Linked DNA regions of Mus musculus: all the other regions are linked to region 1. The links are chromatin contacts, called in public ChIA-PET, Hi-C, HiChIP or PLAC-seq and promoter capture Hi-C maps. All regions are on one chromosome and are shown on one strand. The core of a region is the stretch at or near the end of the contact, and the rest is flanking DNA. Distances in the headings are between cores, read along the strand shown. Region 1 holds the start of Elavl1 (ELAV (embryonic lethal, abnormal vision)-like 1 (Hu antigen R)). Region 2 holds the start of Rps23rg1 (ribosomal protein S23, retrogene 1). Region 3 holds the start of Pex11g (peroxisomal biogenesis factor 11 gamma). Region 4 holds the start of Camsap3 (calmodulin regulated spectrin-associated protein family, member 3). Region 5 holds the start of Pnpla6 (patatin-like phospholipase domain containing 6). Region 6 holds the start of Zfp358 (zinc finger protein 358). Region 7 holds the start of Arhgef18 (rho/rac guanine nucleotide exchange factor (GEF) 18).

Region 1 (2,871 bases), core at 353-2,852:
AGGACTTGCTTTCAAACCCTGCATTGGCCACTACAGTGCAAGAGATTATCCTGTTTCACTTTCTTCTCTAAAATGGATACTGTAACATCTACCTTAGGGGCTGGGGACATGCCCGTGAAGTATGAACACATGGTCCATTGTTGAAAGATTCTGGTGATTATTTTAACTGCATATTCCATGTGTACTGGGGGTTTCCTCACATCTTTACATCTGCACAATACTTTCCCCATGCTATTTCACAGGCATTTCAATACGGCTTATTCAAGATCTTAGGTGCTTCACCCAGATCATCGGATAGGGCTGGAAGAACTTTTCCAGGAAGACTGCTTAAAGATTTCTCACCTCTCTGTGTATGTGTTTTGGTGGAGGGAAAAAAACGAGAGAAAGAACCCTAGCAACGCCTCAATGTGTTTTTGGTACTCACAACTGGAAGAAGTAGGAGGCAGAGATGCTAATACTCAGTAGGCAGAAGAAGCCAGGCATGCTATCCAACTTTCTGCAATGCATAGGGCAGCCAGGCCCTCCCAACCAACCATTATCTGACTCTAACTGCCTGTAACAAGGAGGTTAAGAAAGCTTTAACATCCGATCTTGCCTCTTCTAGAGCTCTGGCCAGCGGTGTCCCACATGGACACTTCCGATAATGGAAGCTCTGTCTAGTGCAAAAAAGTTCTCCACCTGCTCTCCACATAGTAGGCGTCAAACCCATTTTGGCATGCTTTAGCAGCAGAAGACAAGAGAAAGGGAAGATCCATCATCACTACCCATTGTTCAACAGCGTGCAATTGCCTTTTTAATATTTACACGTTATTTTACAAATGAAAACGTCCCTAAAACAGCTTTGTTAGAGATGGCGATCAAAGAAAAAATTTCCCCTTTCTCTTCTAGACTTCTACACACAGACGAAAGGTTTGCACACTTCTAAAAGGACCTCATGATTCGTCGCGGTGTGTCCAGAAAATCGTCCACAAAAGAAATCTATGGGATTTCCCGAGGGAGCAAGTCTGTGGGCCATGACCTCTGGCGCCCAAGGTCCTCGCTCCACTCTTCCACCCCCGGATCACCGGGCCTCCGAGATCAACTATCCGGGGCCCCCCAAGCCTCGGAGCCCGGCCCCCCAAAGCGCGTGCCCACGCTGTGTCCTTCTCCCGCCTCTCTCGCGGGAGCCCAGAGGAATCTGGCCCGGCGGAGGCTTGTCGCCAACCTGAATCAAACAGAGTCGGTTCCCATTCGCCCAGCCGCGGCCCACACGCGCGTCTCCATACCCAGGCCTACCGCGGCCTGGGGCCTTCGGCCGGTGCAGGCCCGGCGGACGCCCGTGGGGCTAGGCGAGCTCAGGCCCTAGCGCGGCCTACTCTTTCGGAAGTCGCCGAAGCCTCCGGCCTCACCTGAACACGGGCGGGAAGGCCCGGGACTCTGCTCCGGGGCGGGCGGCGCGGCGATAACGGCTCCGCACGGCCTCGGCAGCGGTGGCGGCGGCGGCGGCGGCGGCAGAGCGGTAGCGGTAGCGGTAGCGGCGACGGCGACGGCGACGGCGACGGCGACGGCGACGGCTGCGGCTCCTCCTCAGCGCGCACGACCCGCTCCCCGGCCCCGCGGCCCAGACACGCCCCCTGCTCAGCGCGCTCTGCTATTGGTCAGTGTCTTTGAAGAAGCGACGCTCATTGGTTGGCATGGCTGTCGCGGTACGCGGGTGCGCGCGGCGTAGGCGGGACTTCCTGTCGGCGTCGTCCGCGGTGGACCAAGGCGCCCAGTGGAGTCGCGAAGTGGCTGGCGATGGCCGCGGAGAGGGTGAGTTGGAGCCTGGCCCGCAGTGGACGCCGTCTGGACGTCGAGGCCAAAGAGTGGCGCTCTTTATAGAACGCACGTCGTGTGATCCTCACAATGCGGGCTGTGCAGCCGCTTACGTCCAGAGAAAGCAAGTTGGTCATCGGGAGCCCTCGCTAGGAGGACAGGATCCCCGATTCGAATCCCGGCCCGGACATTTCCGGTCTGCCTGCAGTTGAGCACCGGCTGACGTCACTGAGCCGGGCCTCAGTTTTGTTATCTGGTGAAGCGGGTTAAAGGATGTGGTCAGCATGGTCAGCCTCTGGGAATCTAAAGTTAAAATTTCTTGGTTTTAAGATTTTTCTTAGTGTGTATGCATGGGTGTTCAGCCTGCATGTATGTTAACCCTGTGCACCATATGCGTGTAGTGCAGATGGGAGTCAGAGAGAAGGTCGGATCCTCCGGGGGACTATTGTTAACTGCGTTTGGGAGCCGACTACTGAACCCATGTCTTCTGTAAAAGCAGCCAGTGATCTTAATTGCTGAGCCATCTTTCCAGCCCCACTTCCTTCGAAATTTAAAATGCCTACTATGTGCCAGGCAGTCGGGCAGTGACCAGAAAAACAACTGCCTGTGCCTTTTGGAGGCTGCTGTTCTGGACTAGTGCTATCAGAAACGTATATGCCACCCTGTTTGATTGAAAACTTCTCTATTGTCTCTACCTCTGTCCACCGTTTTTTAGCGTGTTTGTTTTCTTTTAGTCGGGATCTTCCTAAGTAGTCCTGGCTTGGAACTTATAAATCACGCTGACCATTGCCTCATAGAGATCTGCCTGCCTCTGTTTCCTGATTGCTGGGGTTTAGGGTGATGTTTCATATGATCCAGGTTGGCCTTAAACTTTCTGTGTAACGAAGGATGTCAGTGAAATGATCCTTTTGCTTTCATCTCCCAAGTTCTAGGATTACAGGCCTGCAACACAGCCGCTGCGTGTAGGTAACCTTTTAAAAGTAGTTCTACAGGATTTGAAAAAAAGTTATATTCAAAATTTTTATATTATGTATGTATTTGTTTGTATGTATGTACGTGTTTTTAAAGGATGGTGTT
Region 2 (2,858 bases), core at 131-2,630, 760 kb before region 1:
CCTCTCTTTGAGTCTCATTTGGCCCAGGATGATCTTGGACTTGTGAATCTCTAGCTTCTTCCTCCTGGGATCATAGCACCATGCCTGCTTTAGTCAATACTTGGGATGGAACCCAAGGCTTTTTGCAGGCCAAGTGCTCTACCAACTTAACCACAGCCCTAAGCCCTCAATCATTTCTTCCTATTATCTCCAATGTGTTATTGCAATAAACGAGTAAGAACATTCTTCCATTTCCCCTGTTCCTGTTCTTAGGAAAAACAAACACTAGACTTGACAACAGAGGCTCATAGCTGACTGGCTTCATTGTAGTGCTTGATACACTTGGCTAAGTTGCTCTGGTAAAAGGCGGAAAAGTTTAACACCCCTGGCAGTGGGTGGAAGGTCCTGTTTCATGGCACAGTTGGAAATTATTAGACAGGACAGCTGGGAGGGCTACTGGAAGCACAGAACAAATTCAGGATGTTCGAGGCTCTGGGTTCCAACCCAAGCACATTGCCCCACCTCAATCAAACAGCAAACCAAACCTGGTGACATGGCTGTAACCAGAGCACTCACGCGGTGGAAAGCAGAAGCTGAAGGCCACTTTTAGTGTGTTTGAGGCCAGCCTGGCTTACATGTCCCCCAACCCCCCAAATAGGACTGGGGGTATGGCTCAGTGGGTAAAGCACTTGCCAACCTGAGTTCAGGTCCCTAGAAACCTCATAAAGGTAGAATGGACTCCACAAATTATCCTCTGACCTACACACAGAGAGACTACACACCTGCTCTCACACATTAAAAACGTGCAAGATAAAAACTTGCTGGGCATGGTAGCACACTCTTTAATCCCATCATTCGTGAGGTGGAAGCAGGTGGATCTCTGTGAGTTTGAGGCCAGTCTGGTCTTTAAAGCCAGTTCCAGGACAGCCAGGGTTGTTACACATAGAAACCCTGTCTTGAAAAAACAAAATAAATAAGTAACTCTTTCTTTGACTTAAAAGGGGAGGTGGGGCGCCATGTGATTTGCACAACTTTTAATCCTAGTGAAAGATTATCCATTAGACTGACTCCCAGATAAGCAGACCAAGAGGGAGATCGGCCAGAGCTAGGTAACAAAGATAGCAAGCTCCGAGGATGGTAGCTTCTTCCTCGCCCTGCTGAGCTGAGACAAAAGCCTGGAGGCTTAAAACAAATGCCTTACATGCTTTTGTCTCCTGCCAGCAGGACTCTGCTGCTGGTCTGGGTCAGGTGTCCGAGGTCTGCTCAGGACGGTCACACAACAGTTCTGAGCCAATCAGCTACTCTGTCTTTCTTCAAACTGACCAACCGTAAAGTAGGGAAGAAAACTCAGACTTTAAACCCCCAGCCTTCATTGTCAACCTCTCTGCTTTGCAGAGAGTCTTTCTCTCACCCCAGATAAATGCCTGTCCTCAACTGCCGATTCTCTCTGCTGCTGTCAGCAGACTGGAGATTTCTCCACTGCCACCTGTCGTGCTTGAGGTTTGTCCTGCCTTTTAGTTAGTGAATTGGCAGAGAAAACGAACCGGATAAAGAACCCTAGACTGTATTACTAGGACTTTGAAGGCAGAGGCGCGTAGAACTCTGTGTATTCAAGGCCAGCCTGGTTTATATAGGCCAGCAAGTTTCAGGACAGCCAGGTCTACAAAATGAGACCCTGCCTCAGAAAGAAAAAGAAAGAAAGAAAGGAAGAGAGAAGAGAGGGAGGGGGGAAAGGAAAGAAGGAAGGAAGGAAGGAAGGAAGGAAGGAAGGAAGGAAGAAGTTAAAGAACGCAGCTTTGTATATATATTATTTTAGTATATATTTGTTTATTTACTTTGTGTGTGTCTATATGTGCGTGTAGAGTTCAGAGGAGAACTTGCAGAAATCGGTTCTCCCCTCCCACCATACGGATCCCTGCAATCTACCTCAGAGCAAGCAGTCGTTGGGGTGGGGTGGAGGATTTTTTTAAAGCCCCCTGCAGCCTCCGTTGCTTTCCACACTTTTAATATCTTACTTCAGTATGCAAATTTTTTCCAATCCTCTGTTCTTGTGGCTTTTTTCTATGGCTCAAACAAGTGGTGGGTCCTGAGTGGTTGTGTTGGAGTGGGGTGACACTCTCCGCAGGTGTGAGCACTCAGAGAGGCAGATAGACTGGGAGGATCACATACTGTTTCTGCTTCGTGTTTGTTCATGTTTGTAAGTATTGATTTTGTATGATCAGCTTTATTTACCTGAGTGCAACGGGGTGTTATATTTGAAGAACCTGTGTGTGTGTGTGTGTGTGTGTGTGTGCGTGCATGTGTGTAGGTGTGTATGTGTGTAGGTGTGTGTATGTGCATGTGTGTAGATGTGTGTGTGTGAGAGTGTGTGTGTAGGTGTGTCTGTATGTGTGTCTGTGCATATGTGTAGGTGTGTATGTGGGCATGTGTGTCTGTGTGTGTACATGTGTGTTTGTGTGTCTGTGTCTGTGTAGGTTTGTTTGTGTGTGTGTCTGTGCATGTGTGTATGTGTGTGTGTGCATATGTGTATGTGTGTGTGTAGGTTTGTTTGTGTGTGTGTCTGTGCATGTGTGTATGTGTGTATGTGTGTCTGTGCATGTGTGTCTGTGTGTATGTGTGTGTGTGCATGTGTGTCTGTGTGTGTAGGTATGTCTGTGTGTATGTGTGGTGTGTCTGTGCATATGTGTAGGTGTGTGTGTGCATGTGTGTAGGTGTGTGTGTGTGTGTGTGTGTGTGTGTGTAGTATAGAGATCTATCTTGGGTATAGTTCTTCAGGAGCCATTCCCCTTGTTGTTACTGTTTTTTTTTTTTAGTTTTTATTTAATTATTTATTTTATGTGTATGTTCGTAGACCTCATTGTCTGCATGAGCACTACACA
Region 3 (2,778 bases), core at 29-2,528, 860 kb before region 1:
ACTTAATCTGGCTAAAACTGAAAGCTTCTTTCGTTCTCTCTTCCTTTTTTAAAAGATGTAACATTATTCTAATTTGTTAATTTGAGACGGGGTCTCCGTAGCCCAGGCTAACCAGACACCGTGGTCATGATTAGAATTCCTGATCCTCCTGTTTCCACCTCCCAAACTCTGGAATGAGAGGTGTACAAGCATCTGGTGTACTTGAGACTGAGACCAAATCGTGCACAATGCACAAGCACTCTACCAATTGAGCCAACATCCCAGGCAAGGCAGAAGTTAAGAGGAGAGCTTGACATCAAAATCCAAAAAGTGCCACATAGCCGGGTGTGGTGAGGCACACCTGTCATCCCAGCCAGTATTTGGGGAGCTGAGGCATAAGGACAAGAAAGTTCAGGGTCAGCCTGGACTACAAGGTAAGTTATAGGCAACCAGAACTTCATAACAAGGTCCTGTTTCAACAAAGAAAGAAGAGGGGAAGAGAGGAGAGGGGAAGGGGAGGGGGGGAAGAGTTGCCATGGGGAGTCCCATTAGAGTGCTAGCTTGCTCACCAATGGTTGAAATGACAGAAAACAAAACTATTTCCCACCTCCTGGGCTCTCCTTTGCCCACAGGCAGGGGCATAAGGCTCTTCCGCCTAGCTCTGCCTTTAGCAGGACTGAAAAAGCAGTCTAGGTGGCAAAATAGCCATTTGCTTGGAAGACTTTAGAGAGGGGCCATTCAGTAAGACACTTAGAACACGGAAATTTAGCAGGCTCACCGCCCTTGTATCTTTGTTTCTTTTGTTTTGAGACAGGGTATCCTGTAGCCCAGGCTGGCCTTGAACTCCTGATCTTTCCATTAGAAGTGCCGAGATCACTGGCTTGTGCCAATATATCTGGTTTGTGCGGTGCTGAGGAAGGACCTAAAGGTTTCGTCTATGCTAGGAATGCAGTGGGCTACAGTCCCAGATCTTTTATTATTTCACTTGCTTATCAGAAATGATTAGTTTCAAGCTGTGTGTGATGGCACACACCTGTAATCCCAGCAATTCGGGAGGCTGAGGTAGGAAGTTCTCAGGTAAGACACCAGCCTGCCGACAGCCTGCTGTCATGTAAGACACCGGTCCCTTTAGGACCCCCTCTCTGGCCTGTTTTCCTCATCTCTGAGACCTGACCAAACTCCAGGTCACTCCGGTCCCGCCAAGGCCCCAGACTTCCTCTCACCAGGCGGTCCCGGACCCGGTGGGACTCCAGCGCGGAAGCCAGACGGTTCAGCAGAGCCATGGCAACTCGGTCGTGACGTCACCCAGGGCGGGGTCAAACTCCTTTGGAAAGGTCCGAAGGTCCGCGCAGGCGCAACTGCCTGCCCTTTGTCCGAGTACTGCTACCTTGTAGGCGTGCTAGCCCGAACCCAGTTTGCAAATGTATTACTGCCACGTCTGTCCTCCCTGCCCACGGACACCCAGAATGACCTTCTAAGCCTGTTGAAATTCGCTCCACCGCTGCTTAGGCAACTCCGCAAGCAAAATGTTTCAAAAATTAATTCATTGCCTACGGGCGGGGGGGGGGGGGAGCGGGGAGTGGGGACAATCAAAAGCTTCACTTGTGGGCTTCATGTACCTGCTTTATCAGTTTGTCTGTTCTGAGCATCTGTGACTGGTGTACTCTCACAAGGCATCTTGATTTTCACTTTCTTTGAGGGGTGATTAGATTTCTTTCTTTTTTTTTTTTTTTTTTTTTGAGGATTTCATTTAGTTCACGCTATCTTTGAACTCACCATGTGCTCAAACTGGCCTTACACTCCTTATTTAGTCTCCCAAATGCTGGATGATAGGCATGTGGCACAAGGCTCCAAGACATCATTAGATATGTTATATTAGATATCATTAGTTACCTGGCTAAAAGGCACCTTTAGAAGAAAAATGAGCTCGGCAGGGAACAAGTACCTTTAATCCCAGCATTCAGGGGGCAGAGGTTCTCCGTGAGTTCCAGGCTAGCCAGATCTACATAGGGAGCTCTGGGCCAGCAGGATGGCACAGTTGGTAGAGGCGCATGTAGGTCAAGCCTGAAGACATGAGTTCCATCCTTGGGACTGGCATAGTTGAAAGTAAGAACCCACTCTGGTGCTAGCTGTCCTCTAACCTCCACAGTTATGGTGTGGTGCACATGCGCGTGTGTGTAAAAACAACTACAAAATAGTCAAAGTTCTCTTCCACTCTTCCTTCCAGGAAGGACAAAAGTTGATCGCTAAAGGTGTTTGATCCATATCTACCTGAGCAGGGCACCCAGAGAATTCACCTTAACCAGCTGTGTTTTGTTTTGTTTTGCTTTGTTTTGTTTTGTTTTTTTGTTGTGTTTGGAGGAGTGAAGACACAAGTATTTTGAGTATTTGTTTTGAAACAAGATCTTATGTAGTCCAAGCTGGGCTCCAACTGAATTAATTTGTAGCCAAGACTGGCCTTGGACTCCTCCTGGTCCTCCTGCCTCAACCTCAGAAGTGCTGGCATGACAGGTGTGTGCCACCAAGTCTGGTTTGTGTGGTGCTGGGATGGAACCCAGAGCTCTCTGCATGGTAAGCTAATGTTCTATACTGAGCCACATTCACAGACCCCAGAACAGTATTTTTTTTTAAAAAGATTTATTTATTATTATAAGTACACTGTAGCTGTCTTCAGATGCACCAGAAGGGGGCATCAGATCTCACTATGAATGGTTGTGAGCCATCATGTGGTTGCTGGGATTTGAACTCAGGGGCTTCAGAAGAGCAGTCGATGCTCTTAACCACTGAGCCATATATATA
Region 4 (2,700 bases), core at 26-2,525, 740 kb before region 1:
CCAGGACAGTCAGGGTTACACAGGGAAACCCTGTCTGGAAAAACCAAAATAAATAAATAAATAATAAAAAAAATAAAATCATAGCTGCCAGCCTTTTTCTAAGATCCATCTAGTCAACAGAGGGGAGTCCCTTAGGTTCTGCCTCACCTCACTCAAGCCACCTGTAACACAGGCCCCCAAACAGTGAGTGTTCCAACCCAGTTCTGTAGATAAATAGATTTGTATTATGGAGCTGGGAATGCTGAACCTGAAAACACACACACACACAAAAGACTGTTTATACCAAAAAAAAAAAAAAAAAGTATGCACCTACACATCATTAGTCACACACAGAAAGCCCCATGCACACAACCACACCCGCAAACACACAGATCCTCTCAGACCCTTACCTACATCTAGTCAGAGGCTTTCTTCAACAAATACTGCAGATATCAAAGGTACACATCAGGACATTTGCAATCCACCTAGTAACCCTACAGAGCTAATCTCACATACACAGCTTTTCTCCTGCCTAAATACACCCACTTGGTATCTCTGCCATCTTCCTGCCCTGACAGAGTCAACAATTACACCCTTATATGATAGATGTGTTTAGACTCACATCATTCTTTCTCCCCCCGCTCTTTCTCTTCCTTCATTTCCAATCTTAGAACACAGAAGGTTGTACAACACAATTCTTTGATTTTACTTATTTATCTCATGTATCCCAGGATCACCTTGAACTTACAAAAATTCTCTTCTTCCCACTTCCCAAGTGCCATGATTCTAGGCATGTACCTACCACCATCCCTAGCTTATTTGGTGCTTGGGATGGAGGAGAAGGTTTTGTACATACCAGATAAGGACTCTGTCAACTAGGGCACAACCCTAGCCACTTAATACAAACCATTGTACCACAACAGGTTTGAAACAGTCACCTTCACAAACAGATGACATCACAAATCTAGATACCTATAGACAGAGATGTTCACAGGTACTCTCAAGCAAGTGGATACAAACACATTCATTTTCTTTTTAAACTAGGACAGAGTCTTGCTGTGTAGCCCTGGTTGGCCTAGAACTTACTGTATAGTAATAGCCACAAACTCCATATGCATATGTGAACTCCACCTGCATATGTGTGGGATCAAAAGCCTACATGGACATCCATGACAAAGGGTCCCTAAGCCTCTCCAGGGTCCGGGAGTGAGCAGGAACACACGCGCGCGCGCGCACACACACACACACACACACACACACACACACACACACACACGAGAACGCATACAGGGACATGCGTTCTTCTGCAGCCCTTCCCTCATCCGCCATCACTGCCGCCCTTTGCAGCAGGAGGACCTATGGAAGCTTTAATGTCAGTGGGGACCCATGTGGACCCAGGAGCCAGAGAGAACTGAGTCCAATCTGGGGGCGGGGCGCACCTGGGTTCCGCCTTGGGGCGGGGTCGACGCCGCGTCGCCAGCGCGCTCGACCGCACCTGGTTCAGCGGCGCCTCAGCAGCTTTATTAGTAACAGCAGCAGCCGCGGCGGCAACCCGATTCGGGGTGGCGGAGGCTCGGCAGCAGCGCAGCGCAGCGCAGCGCACGCAGCCCAGCCCATCAGAGCGCGCGGACCCGGGCGGCCGTAACCCCGGCGTCGCCATGGTGGAAGCGGCGCCCGCAGGGTCCGGGCCACTGCGGAGGACTTTCCTGGTCCCCGAGATCAAGTCTTTGGACCAGTACGATTTCTCTCGAGCCAAGGCGGCGGCGAGTCTGGCGTGGGTGCTGCGGGCCGCATTCGGGGGAGCAGGTAACCCGAGGGCCTTTGGGGAGGGGACCGGGGGAGCCAGGCTGGGGCGCGGCAGGTGCGGGGGGCGGGGCGCCAAGCCGGGGCCGTGGGAACAATAGCTTCGGGGCTGCCTAGGGTCCCCGAGCTTTTGGTCTTTGCTAAGCTGGGCCTCCAAGCTTCCTGCTCGGACGGGGCCCTTGGACTTTGCCCGCCCGGGTCGCTGGAACGCAGTCGGGGGTGGGGCCCGCCAAGAGGCTGTGCGCCTTGGGACCCCGGGATCAGAGCCCCCAGGTGAGCAGGGGTGGGGTCTGCAGACCAATTTTGTGTGTGGTGGGGGAAGGGTCTCCTGGTAGTCCTCTGCTTCCCGCCTCCCACCCCACTCCTCAGACCCCAGGGCCTAACTGCATGGCCAACTCCCCTTTCACACACATCAGAAGCCTGTGATGGTTCCTCCTACCCCCACCTTCCCTATCTACCCTCACAACGTGTACGCGGTGGCTTGGACCCCGCAAGGAGCGTTTTAAGAGATCAGAGCTACAGCTCAGTGACTGGGACACAAACCCTGCCTTGCCGGTGGCCAGCGTGTGTGTGTGTGTGTGTGTGTGTGTGTGTGTGTGTGTGTGTGGTGTGTCTGGGACCACTCTTTCGTCTCGATGGCCCCGTAAAGGCTGGCAGTTGTGACTTATTGCCACATTTTCCTGAGGATTCAGGTAGGCATAAATGGCTCATTCACCAGCTGTTCTAGGGTGGCAGCTCGGGCGGCCAGGCCTTCTCTTATTGAAGCCACCCCTTTTCTCCTCCCTTCCGCATGCCCACAGGCCTGAAGGACTAGGGCCATTCCTACTGGGCAAATGAGGAAGGTGGATTATCAGACCTGGGAAGGCTCTCCAAGTCCTGGCTTTGGGCAGCTTCAGCCACCACAGGATAGAACTGGGA
Region 5 (2,811 bases), core at 18-2,517, 810 kb before region 1:
CAGTGCAGCTAGGTGGCTGCTTGGGACATTCCCTTCATCTCTTGAGAATTCTAGATTGAGGAGATGGGAGCCCGAGGAAGAGCATACTTGTAGAAAGGAACATCCAAAGACTGGGAGGCAGAAAGGACCTGGAGAAATAGCAGTGGTGCCAGGAAGTCACAGGGAGAATGTTCGGGGACTCTGCCTCATTCTGAGGCACTGGCAGTGGATGTGTGCACTCTTTCCCACATGGATAGAAGCTCTACCACAGGTACATTACTGTCACCCAGGCCCTAAGCAGCCACACTGAGTCTCGCTGCAACACTTGGATATCACGCAGGACCCGTGGATGCAGGAGTTCAGGCCTTATGCCCACTAACTCTTTTACACTGTTCCAGCTGAGATGCTGGGTTACTAAATACCAGTCTAGGCTTCTGGCCCGCAGCAGAAGGCACTGAACCAATGAGCCTGAGACCTGCGGCCACATCCGGGGATAGGGAAGATTTCTACAGTGAAGCAAGCCACAAAGCAAAGGTCCAGAAATGAGACCCAGAGTGGTCACATCAGAGCAACAGCAGGATGTCCAGTTGGCCGGACCTAAAGAGCACTAGAGGTCAGGACCATCTTTCATGCTGAGTTCGGGGAATCGTCTCTTTCCAGCACCCAGGAGGTACTGGCACAGAGAAGAGTGAGCTCCAGGCCTACATCGAGCAGTGCCAGGATAGCCCCACATCTGGCAAGTTCCGTCGTGGCAGTGGCTCAGCTTGTAGCCTTTTCTGCTGCTGTGGAAGGTTGGAGCCCCAGATCTGGGTTGTGGATTGATTAGAGGCTGGGGGAAGAAGTGTGTGCCAGAGAGACTGGGTGCCTCTTTTTTCCATTTCTCTCTTCCAGGGACTCCCCGGAGGACCATTCGCTGCTGGTGAACTGATCCAAGATGATTGCCACTAGACTTTATCCCCATGTACTGCTGGGACCCCAGCTTATTTATTTTTAGAATTTGCTTTAAAAGATCTGCGTCTGACAGGCCTTGTGAGGGCTTGGGCTGATCGAATCGGACACAGGGGAAAGGGAGGGCATGTAGGGCGGCTGTTAAATAAAAGGGAATGTAAATGCGGTGGTCTAATTTGTAACAGGTGAGGCAGCCCTTTCATAAATCGTCAGCTCCTTTAAGAGGCCGCCACACTAGGCATGGCTGGCGCAGTGCGACCTTCCAAGCATGGCGGGAGGCGGGGATGGGGCGTGTCCTGCAGCGGAATAATTTAAAGGTGCCGCGTCTGAGGCAGCGGGCAGAAAACTAGGGGTGTTGGCCGAAGCTGGGTGGACCTGGTTGCAGCTCCTGAATGGTACGAGTTTCCATCGACCGAGCAAAGGTGTCCCTTCGAGGACTGTTAGAGAGCTTCAGCTTTGCCCCGGATCGATTTGTCCTGATTCCGGGTAGGTCCCGACTTTTTGATGCTCCAATACCACCCCACCCCCATTCCTAAGTTCCTTGTCCCGGTGTTTCCGCATCGGTAGTCAGATGCGACCTGGAGTACGGAATGGAAGTAGTCAATCTAACAATTTTCCAGGTAACATCTCAGGGCCCTGCGATCCTTCTAAATTCCCATTAATAATAGTCTAAAGGCATCAGAAAGATCTCCAGCGTCCCAGGAGAGTCCCGGTAGCGTTCCTACCTTCCCCGGTATCTTCCTGGAAGCTCCTAGACTCCTAAGTAGTTATGTGTATCTCCGGATCTCAGTAACTTTCCAGTGCGTCGTTCCTCCTACCCTCCCCCAATTCCGGCGTCCCTGGTTACACATCCTGCATCATTTCACTAATCCCAGGGATGCTCCGCACCGCGAGACCCGGTAACTTTCCTTTTACGTGACAGTTAAATCTCCAAGCCCGAGCCTATAACACTTTGGGAGCTCATCTTACTCCGATGGCCCTAGAGCCCCCTTTTCAATAGATTGCACAGCAGTGCTTCCAGTGCACGCCCCAGCTTCCTTGATGGGCCCAGGCTTGGGTCAGGAGCCCAAAGTCCAATTGTCCCTCAGCCTCCTGGCTTACAGGTCCTGGTTTCTTCTGGAGTGAGACATCGCGTCTTTACAGGGTGTAGGAAGGGGTCTCGCCTAAGGGTTGGTTAATCAAGAGTAGTCAGACATACGGAAGGCCAGGCTAAGGAAGGAACCACTGCCAGAAGAGATCATGGCTTAAGGGCACCTGCCAGCGAGCTGCTGACTGTGGGTGCCAGGACGGCTACCCTTTTGGCCACAGGGTGCAGATGAAAACGTTACGGAGTCTGGTCCGCCTTATGCATAAGTGAAGTAGGACAAAGAGCTGGGGGCTGGTCTCATCCCTTGATCTGGGCGGGGAAATCAACTTGCCCCTATCCTTCTGTCTAGCAGTACCCCTCTAGACGCTCTCACCCCAACCCCGGCGAATGGAGGAGTCACTCCAGCCAAAGGTATCTAGGGGGCGTGGCTTGTGAGACGAGCTAGGGGTAAGGAGCCTGTAGGCGCTGCTGGGTAGGCTTGATTGACATCTTGTTCTGGTCCCTTTTGCTCCTCGATTTCCAGGACTGCAGGCTACAAGACCTGCTACCTAGTCCGAAACAATCGATGGAGGCCCCACTGCAAACCGGAATGGTAAGAGTTGGGGAATTTTTGTACCGGACTACAACTCCCGGCGGTCTTGCCGTGCACCACGCGATTCTCTCTCCGAGAACCAGGCATGTGCAGGTGAAACTACGTTTCCCGGCATGCATAGCGGGAGACCTAGTCTCTCGGAAGGCTTAGTTGCTCCCCCCACGTAGGGGGATGGGAAGGAAACCGCATTGACCCATTCTGCAGA
Region 6 (2,720 bases), core at 117-2,616, 830 kb before region 1:
AAGGATCAGAGGGCAAAAGGTTACCTAAAATTAGTGAAAGATTCTACTATCAACAAAAACTCTGTGTGTGTGCACTTGTGTGATAGAGACAGGGGAGGGGGAGAACTTGTACTTACACATATATGTGGACTAGAGAGATTGACTTCAGGTGTCTTCCTCAATGGGTCCCACCTTATTTTAATTTTTTAAAATTGCATTTATTTATGTAGTGGTGTGTGTATATCTTCCATGTGGAGGTTAGAAAATAGTTTGATCTTTCCACCCATGTTGGTCCTAAGGAATCAGACTCGGGTCCTTGGCCTTTCACCAAGCACCTTTACCCACTAAGCCACTTGGTTGTCCCTCCAACCTTACTTTTTGAGACACAGTCTCACAATGACCCTGGGAGCTCACTGATTCAGCTAGACTGGCTGGCCAGTGAGCCCTTGGGTCTTCTTGCCTCAGCCACCTCAAAGCTAGGATTCTAGATACCCACCACTGAATCTGTCCTTCCACATAGGTGACAGAGATCTCAAGCCAGGTCTTCAGCTTCTGCAACAAGCAGTTTACCGACTGGGTCACCTCTCTAACCACCTGTCTTACCACAAACCATCACCCACTGAGCCATTTTGACAGCCCTAAACTTTCTGAGATAATACTAGATGAAGAAAAGACAAGTGCATATTTAAATTGCAGGCCTTCTCAAAGCACACCCTCCCCCGGCCTCTTGCTTATATAATTTGAGTATCATGATAGCTGGTGTTTGAAACAAGATAGAGAAATGAAAAAGAAGGCAAGACAAAGGTAGGCAGAGACAAAAGGCAGAGGCAGAGAAAATGACTGGGCCAGAGGCAAAGAAATTAAAAGAGGAAAAAATAAATTACGGTAGAGAAGGAGAATGGGGAAAAAAGGAGGACTGGAGAGATAGTTCAGCATGTAAAAGTGCACGGCCAAGCCTGCAGACCCTGGTTCTATCCCTGGGATGGAATAAGGAGAGAACGGACTCCTGGAACTTATCTACTGATTTCCCCATGCGCAACACGGCATGCATAGGCACTGAATCCATTTTTTAAAGAAGATAATGAAAGAGATGGAGAGGAGGGGACAGAATGGAAGAAAGATGGACAGATGGAGACAGAGATACAGATGGAGAGTCAAGATCGGGGGTCGGAGAAGGGGCCCGAAAAGTCACATGGGTGCATGGAGGGTTAGGGTGGCGCGGGTTGGTAGGGCGCAAACAAAGACTGGACGCGCGCCAGCTCGGGTGGCCCTGGTCGGGACAAAGGCTTGGCCCGGGGGCGGGGGGGTGGGGTGGGGCGGCGCGGGGGCAGCGATGGCGCCGGCCGCGGAGGGCTCGAGCGAACTACAAGTCCCAGCAGCTCCCGCAGCGGCCCTCGGCCGGCCCCTCTCGCTCCCCGGGAGTGCCTGGCGGGGCCGCTGGGCCGAGGGGGCCGCCAGCGGGTCTGGCGATCGGTGGGGTTTCCTGCAAGCCTGGGGCGGGGAGACACCGGCTGGCCAGCGCGAGTGCAGCCAGGCCGGGCAGGGGCGAGGGGCATCGGGTGAGTGACCCCGAAAGCGGATCGGGCTGGATTGGGGAAGGCTGGACAAAAGGGGGAGGTGGTTGGGAGGAGACCCCTCAACACTAAGAGCAGGGTGCGGGGCGCGGCCCCAGGCTATCTCTACGCACCCCTTGCAGAGTACATGGTGCCAGCGCTCTACTTGGGGGGTCAAGGTGGCGGACGCGGTGGGAAGGGGGTCCGGAGGAGCTCAGGCCTAGTACGTTTATCCGGCCAACGGCGGGACCACCCCCTAATCTACAGTGAATCTGAGATCCGGATGGGTGGAGGCGCCCGCTAGCTCGGAACCCACAGAACAGAACACCTCCTTGTTTCAGAAGGGGGTTCTTTTTTTCTGGAAACCAAGAGAAGCTTGGGGCATTGTTCTTCCTATGTGGGACTTTATACTCCATAGTGTGTGTGTGTTCAGAAGGGAGGTGTCGTGTTACCTCAAGAATCCCAAGAAAAATCCCAGTTATTGTTATCTTCCACATTCAGTCTTAGGATGTAGAGCTCTGGAAGCTCATTTTCCCAAGAGATGATCGGGGTGCACCTGCCCTCTGCACATCTACGAGACAGATGTGAGTTTCCATTCAAGATGGGAGTTCATGAGGCTGCTTCCTTCGAAGGCAATCTAAAAATACCTTGTCTCCAGAAATCTGGGCGGAGACCCCGGGGTACTGCCCACTAATCTCCAGCAGTTGGGCCTAGGTAGAGAAACTGTTGGGGGAAACTCAGCGCCCCTCTGTGTACTATCTCCTGACTGTGAGGTTGGGGTCAGGTAGGTCTCCCTAGTCCCCTGGAGCCCAGCCCAACAAAGAGTTCACTTAGCCCCAAGGTAGAGAGGTGTTACTCTTTCTCCACATCTGCCTCTTTCCCTAAAACAGTCTTCATACCCTAATCAAGGAGTGTGTGGTTCAGGAACTCCCTTCCCTTGAAGACATTCCTCCTCAGCCCTCTGTGCCCCACCCCCCAGTTCTCTCTGTAACCCCCCAGAGGCCCCCCCCCAAGCTATAGTTATCACCGGCTCTTCACCAAGGGGTTAAAATCCACAATCTTATAAGCCAATTGGAAAATTGCTATATTAACTGCTCTCTCCACCCTCTGGCTGTGGAGTTCTTAGTGATCCTTCTGCCCCTTTCCCCAGAAGGGGGCCATGTATGCACCCCTCCTTAGTTTTGAAAA
Region 7 (2,820 bases), core at 132-2,631, 970 kb before region 1:
TAAACCCTTCTTCTGCTCACCTTTTCAGGTACTGGTGTACCCATCCTGGTAGGAGTGAAGATAGTCTATATTCATTCCTATTATTAAGTGTGTATGTGTGTGTGCACATGTGTGCATATGTGTGCGTGTACCTGTATGTGTATTTGTTTGTGTGTGTATATATATGAATGTATATATGCAGGTGGCTGTGGGTATGTGCGTTTGTCTGTATATGAATATGTGCTTGTGTGTGCAACTGTCTGGGGTATGTGTGTTTGTCTGTGTGTGGATATGTGCGTGTGTGTGCATGCAATTGTGTTGGGTGCCTATAGAGGTCAGAAGGGGCACAGGACCTTCTATAGCAGAAATTAAGCAGTTATGAGCCACCCAGTGTAGGTGTTGGGAACTGAACTCAGGTCCTCTAGAAGACTAGCAAGCACTCCTAACCACTGAGCCATCTCTCCAGCCCTGCGCATACCTCTTGCCTTCTATTTAAACCTACATCTAATACCAGGTCTCTAAGGATGGACTTGGAGGGGAGAGGTGGGAGGAGCAGGGGGCCGTTTGGTCCTCTTACAGGTGCAGCAACCCTGAATAGATACATTTTTTCTACTTCTCACTGTTGTTTGCCCTGGTTGCCTAGACTTCCTCTGAAGACTGGGCTGGCCTCAGATTCAGAGGTGCGCCTGTCTCTGCCTGCCCAGTGGGATTGAAGGCGTGCACCACCACATGCACTTATTTTTGAGACAATGTCTCTCACTGAACCTGGAACACTGGATCAGACTGGGTAGCCTGCCCTTCCCTGGGATTCTCCTATCTGCCAGCTCAGTACTGGAGTTCTCACAGGTGGCCTTACCACACCCTGACTTTATTTAGTCAGGTGGGGGTGGGGAACTAAAATCAATTCCACTTGCTTGCACAGCAAGCACTTGACCCTTTGAGCCATTTCCTCGACTGACTTTCTTAGAATGAGTCGCTGAATCTGGTTTGTTAGGAGACTGCCAGGACTCAAGCTCTAACCTTAACAGCTCTGGTAACAGTGCGTTAGTTGAAGAAGTGGAGTTAGCGGTAGTGGCAGTATTTACACCGGGAAAACAGACAGATACCAAGCAGAATGATCGCTGGTAGACATTTACAAACCCAGCGTTCAGCTCCACATGTTTCCATGGGTCCACACACCCACATATGTGTCTGTCCCCATGTGTGTTCCAGCGTGTGTCTGTCTAGAGACATGTGACTTGCATGTCCCATGTGTCTCTGTTTGTGTGCCCGAGTGTTAGGGTGAGGCCCTCACACCCCGTTCCTCTTCAGCAGTTGGCGCCACAGGAAGCTGCCGGGTGGGGGTTCAGTGCTGCTGCCTCCCCTCCCCTCCCCTCGTGGGAGGCTTTACATTCTTTACTTTACTTCCCCGTGACGCCTACGGCAGGTACAGGCTGAGGGTGGACTCCCAGATCCTCATAACCCACCTCCATTTGTTTTCTCCTCTCCTTGCTGACCCCTGCTGCCTGCTGCTCAATATTGATGAAGACAACCATAAAAAGCCGGTGGCTTAGAAAGAGGAAACTGGGCAGAGTTGAGCCACTCTGTGGTTAGCCTGGCTCATGTGTCCCTTGAAACCCTGGTTGTGTGACATGGGAGCTGCAAGAGCTGTTAACAAAGCCAGTTACCTACCTGAGCAAGAATCGGGAACTCATGGGTGAGTGACTATCTTGAAGAGTGGTGGGCACTTCGGGATCTGCACGTCTGAGAGTCTGTGAGGCAGGAGATTGACTCCTATAGCCGGGACACAACAGTAAGAGAGTGGGGCAGCTGTTTGCACTGCAGAGATCAGGAATCCTAAAATGACCCTGGAGGGTGCTGGGGAGATAGCTCAATTGATAGGGTGCTTGCTTAGCATGGGCAAAGTCCTGGGTTTCATCCCCAGCACTGCATAAGTCAAAGCTGGGTGTTGTACGCTGTCAAGCATCACTTGGGAGATGGAGGCAGGAGGATTAGAGGTTTAGGTTATCCTCAGCTACATAGGGAGTTCAGAGGCCACCTGGTCTAGAGGAGACCTATGATGGAGTCTGAAGGAACCTTTTGTAAGCAAAGCCTGTGTGGGGACGGAGGAGTAGGGGGCCAGGGATGAGGGAGGAAGTCTAAGCGCCTTTTCAGCAGGTGTCCGTGTTTTGCCTTGTTCTGTTTTGTTTTGCTTTTGAATCTGGGTCTCACCATGCAGTCCAGGCTTGCCTCCAACTCCCAGCATTCCTACTTGTGCCTCCCCAGTTCTGGGGTAACAGGTATGCACGCATACCACCACACTGCAGCTTGACCTCTTCACCTTTCAAAGCATTGGCTCTGGGGTTTTGTTCAGCCTTGCCTGACACAGACTTGGAGAATCCTGTCTGCAAAGCAAAATTTTAAGGCTGACATCTGCTGAAAAGCCGATCTTTCCAGGTCTTCCAAATGGGGACCACCCTCTGCTCAATAGCCCTCCAGCTGTAGGCCCTTAACCCTGGGGAGTCACTGGTGGCTCCCTTTGTGGCCCAGTTTGAGGAACCTCCCACAACAACTGCCGGAATGGAGTGAGGTGAGGAGGCAGGCTGTGGTTTGTACCAGGCACACCCAAGACTACAGTTTCCTCAGTTTCTGTTGACTTTGTGCACTCTCGGGTGTAGGAAGGCGACCCCTGGAGCCATGTATCAGTGGATTTAGAGCTGACCACTCTAACGGAGGTGGTGAGTTAGGTAGGAGACAGGCTTTGAATGTGGCTCCCACAGGGCTGACCCTCCAAGAGAGTCACCCTGGTTTCTGAGGGAAAACTCCAAGTTGTACCCACCTTTAAGCACCCTTCTTGTGACT

Evidence for each region. Hi-C and Micro-C count contacts between places; a contact is called where the count stands out from the background. ChIA-PET counts read pairs in DNA pulled down with a chosen protein or histone mark. HiChIP or PLAC-seq counts read pairs in DNA pulled down with a chosen protein or histone mark. Capture Hi-C pulls out chosen DNA fragments and counts their contacts.
Region 2: a contact with region 1 is called in an H3K4me3 HiChIP or PLAC-seq map of fetal liver, with 5 times the contacts expected there. The contact joins the promoter of Rps23rg1 here to the promoter of Elavl1 in region 1. A contact is called at or near these places in 5 of 39 promoter capture datasets (cranial neural crest, embryonic stem cells, hematopoietic stem and progenitor cells and 2 more) and 5 of 115 datasets of contacts at active chromatin or transcription factors (embryonic stem cells, extraembryonic endoderm stem cells, fetal liver and 1 more).
Region 3: an H3K4me3 HiChIP or PLAC-seq map of pro-B cells shows a contact between it and region 1, with 5 times the contacts expected there. The contact joins the promoter of Pex11g here to the promoter of Elavl1 in region 1. A contact is called at or near these places in 14 of 39 promoter capture datasets (the 3T3-L1 cell line, the C10 cell line, the HPC-7 cell line and 9 more), 1 of 484 Hi-C or Micro-C datasets (embryonic stem cells), 9 of 115 datasets of contacts at active chromatin or transcription factors (the SCID.adh cell line, astrocytes, bone marrow-derived macrophages and 4 more) and 3 of 9 other capture datasets (embryonic stem cells, liver and macrophages).
Region 4: a contact with region 1 is called in a FOXA1 HiChIP or PLAC-seq map of pancreatic cancer cells. The contact joins the promoter of Camsap3 here to the promoter of Elavl1 in region 1. A contact is called at or near these places in 8 of 39 promoter capture datasets (cranial neural crest, embryonic stem cells, hematopoietic stem and progenitor cells and 4 more) and 3 of 115 datasets of contacts at active chromatin or transcription factors (embryonic stem cells and pancreatic cancer cells).
Region 5: a Hi-C map of B cells shows a contact between it and region 1, with 16 read pairs. The contact joins the promoter of Pnpla6 here to the promoter of Elavl1 in region 1. A contact is called at or near these places in 12 of 39 promoter capture datasets (the 3T3-L1 cell line, the C10 cell line, embryonic stem cells and 7 more), 8 of 484 Hi-C or Micro-C datasets (B cells, CD4 T cells, CD8 T cells and 3 more), 10 of 115 datasets of contacts at active chromatin or transcription factors (astrocytes, bone marrow-derived macrophages, craniofacial prominence and 7 more) and 2 of 9 other capture datasets (adipose tissue and liver).
Region 6: a contact with region 1 is called in a promoter capture Hi-C map of liver, with 5 times the contacts expected there. The contact joins the promoter of Zfp358 here to the promoter of Elavl1 in region 1. A contact is called at or near these places in 5 of 39 promoter capture datasets (the HPC-7 cell line, HPC-7-derived erythroid cells, cranial neural crest and 1 more), 2 of 484 Hi-C or Micro-C datasets (bone marrow-derived macrophages and embryonic stem cells), 5 of 115 datasets of contacts at active chromatin or transcription factors (bone marrow-derived macrophages, embryonic stem cells, large pre-B cells and 2 more) and 1 of 9 other capture datasets (liver).
Region 7: an RNA polymerase II ChIA-PET map of memory CD8 T cells shows a contact between it and region 1, with 9 read pairs. The contact joins the promoter of Arhgef18 here to the promoter of Elavl1 in region 1. A contact is called at or near these places in 1 of 39 promoter capture datasets (pre-B cells), 1 of 484 Hi-C or Micro-C datasets (CD4 T cells) and 1 of 115 datasets of contacts at active chromatin or transcription factors (memory CD8 T cells).

Annotation. Positions count from the first base shown.
Region 1 is chr8:4,323,498-4,326,368 of GRCm38.p6, forward strand. It overlaps Elavl1 (ELAV (embryonic lethal, abnormal vision)-like 1 (Hu antigen R)), which reads right to left and starts at 1,603. Exons shown (of 6, transcript NM_010485.3): 1 at 1,389-1,603. It also overlaps a transcript of Ccl25 not described here.
Region 2 is chr8:3,566,618-3,569,475 of GRCm38.p6, forward strand. It overlaps Rps23rg1 (ribosomal protein S23, retrogene 1), which reads left to right and starts at 1,381. Exons shown (of 6, transcript NM_001024728.2): 1 at 1,381-1,479.
Region 3 is chr8:3,466,370-3,469,147 of GRCm38.p6, forward strand. Pex11g (peroxisomal biogenesis factor 11 gamma) reads right to left here and starts at 1,279. Exons shown (of 5, transcript NM_026951.3): 1 at 1,203-1,279. The coding sequence starts at 1,262. It also overlaps a transcript of Tex45 not described here.
Region 4 is chr8:3,586,175-3,588,874 of GRCm38.p6, forward strand. It overlaps Camsap3 (calmodulin regulated spectrin-associated protein family, member 3), which reads left to right and starts at 1,276. Exons shown (of 17, transcript NM_027171.3): 1 at 1,276-1,785. The coding sequence starts at 1,638.
Region 5 is chr8:3,514,144-3,516,954 of GRCm38.p6, forward strand. It overlaps Pnpla6 (patatin-like phospholipase domain containing 6), which reads left to right and starts at 1,268. Exons shown (of 35, transcript NM_001122818.3): 1 at 1,268-1,413; 2 at 2,367-2,425; 3 at 2,538-2,606. The coding sequence starts at 2,402. Mcoln1 (mucolipin 1) reads left to right here. Exons shown (of 14, transcript NM_053177.1): 13 at 640-770; 14 at 871-1,089. The coding sequence ends at 907.
Region 6 is chr8:3,491,772-3,494,491 of GRCm38.p6, forward strand. Zfp358 (zinc finger protein 358) reads left to right here and starts at 1,367. Exons shown (of 2, transcript NM_080461.2): 1 at 1,367-1,538.
Region 7 is chr8:3,352,056-3,354,875 of GRCm38.p6, forward strand. Arhgef18 (rho/rac guanine nucleotide exchange factor (GEF) 18) reads left to right here and starts at 1,382. Exons shown (of 29, transcript NM_001370668.1): 1 at 1,382-1,675. The coding sequence starts at 1,672. It overlaps Gm30369 (a long non-coding RNA gene), which reads right to left. Exons shown (of 5, transcript XR_870091.2): 2 at 2,798-2,820; 3 at 1,651-1,752.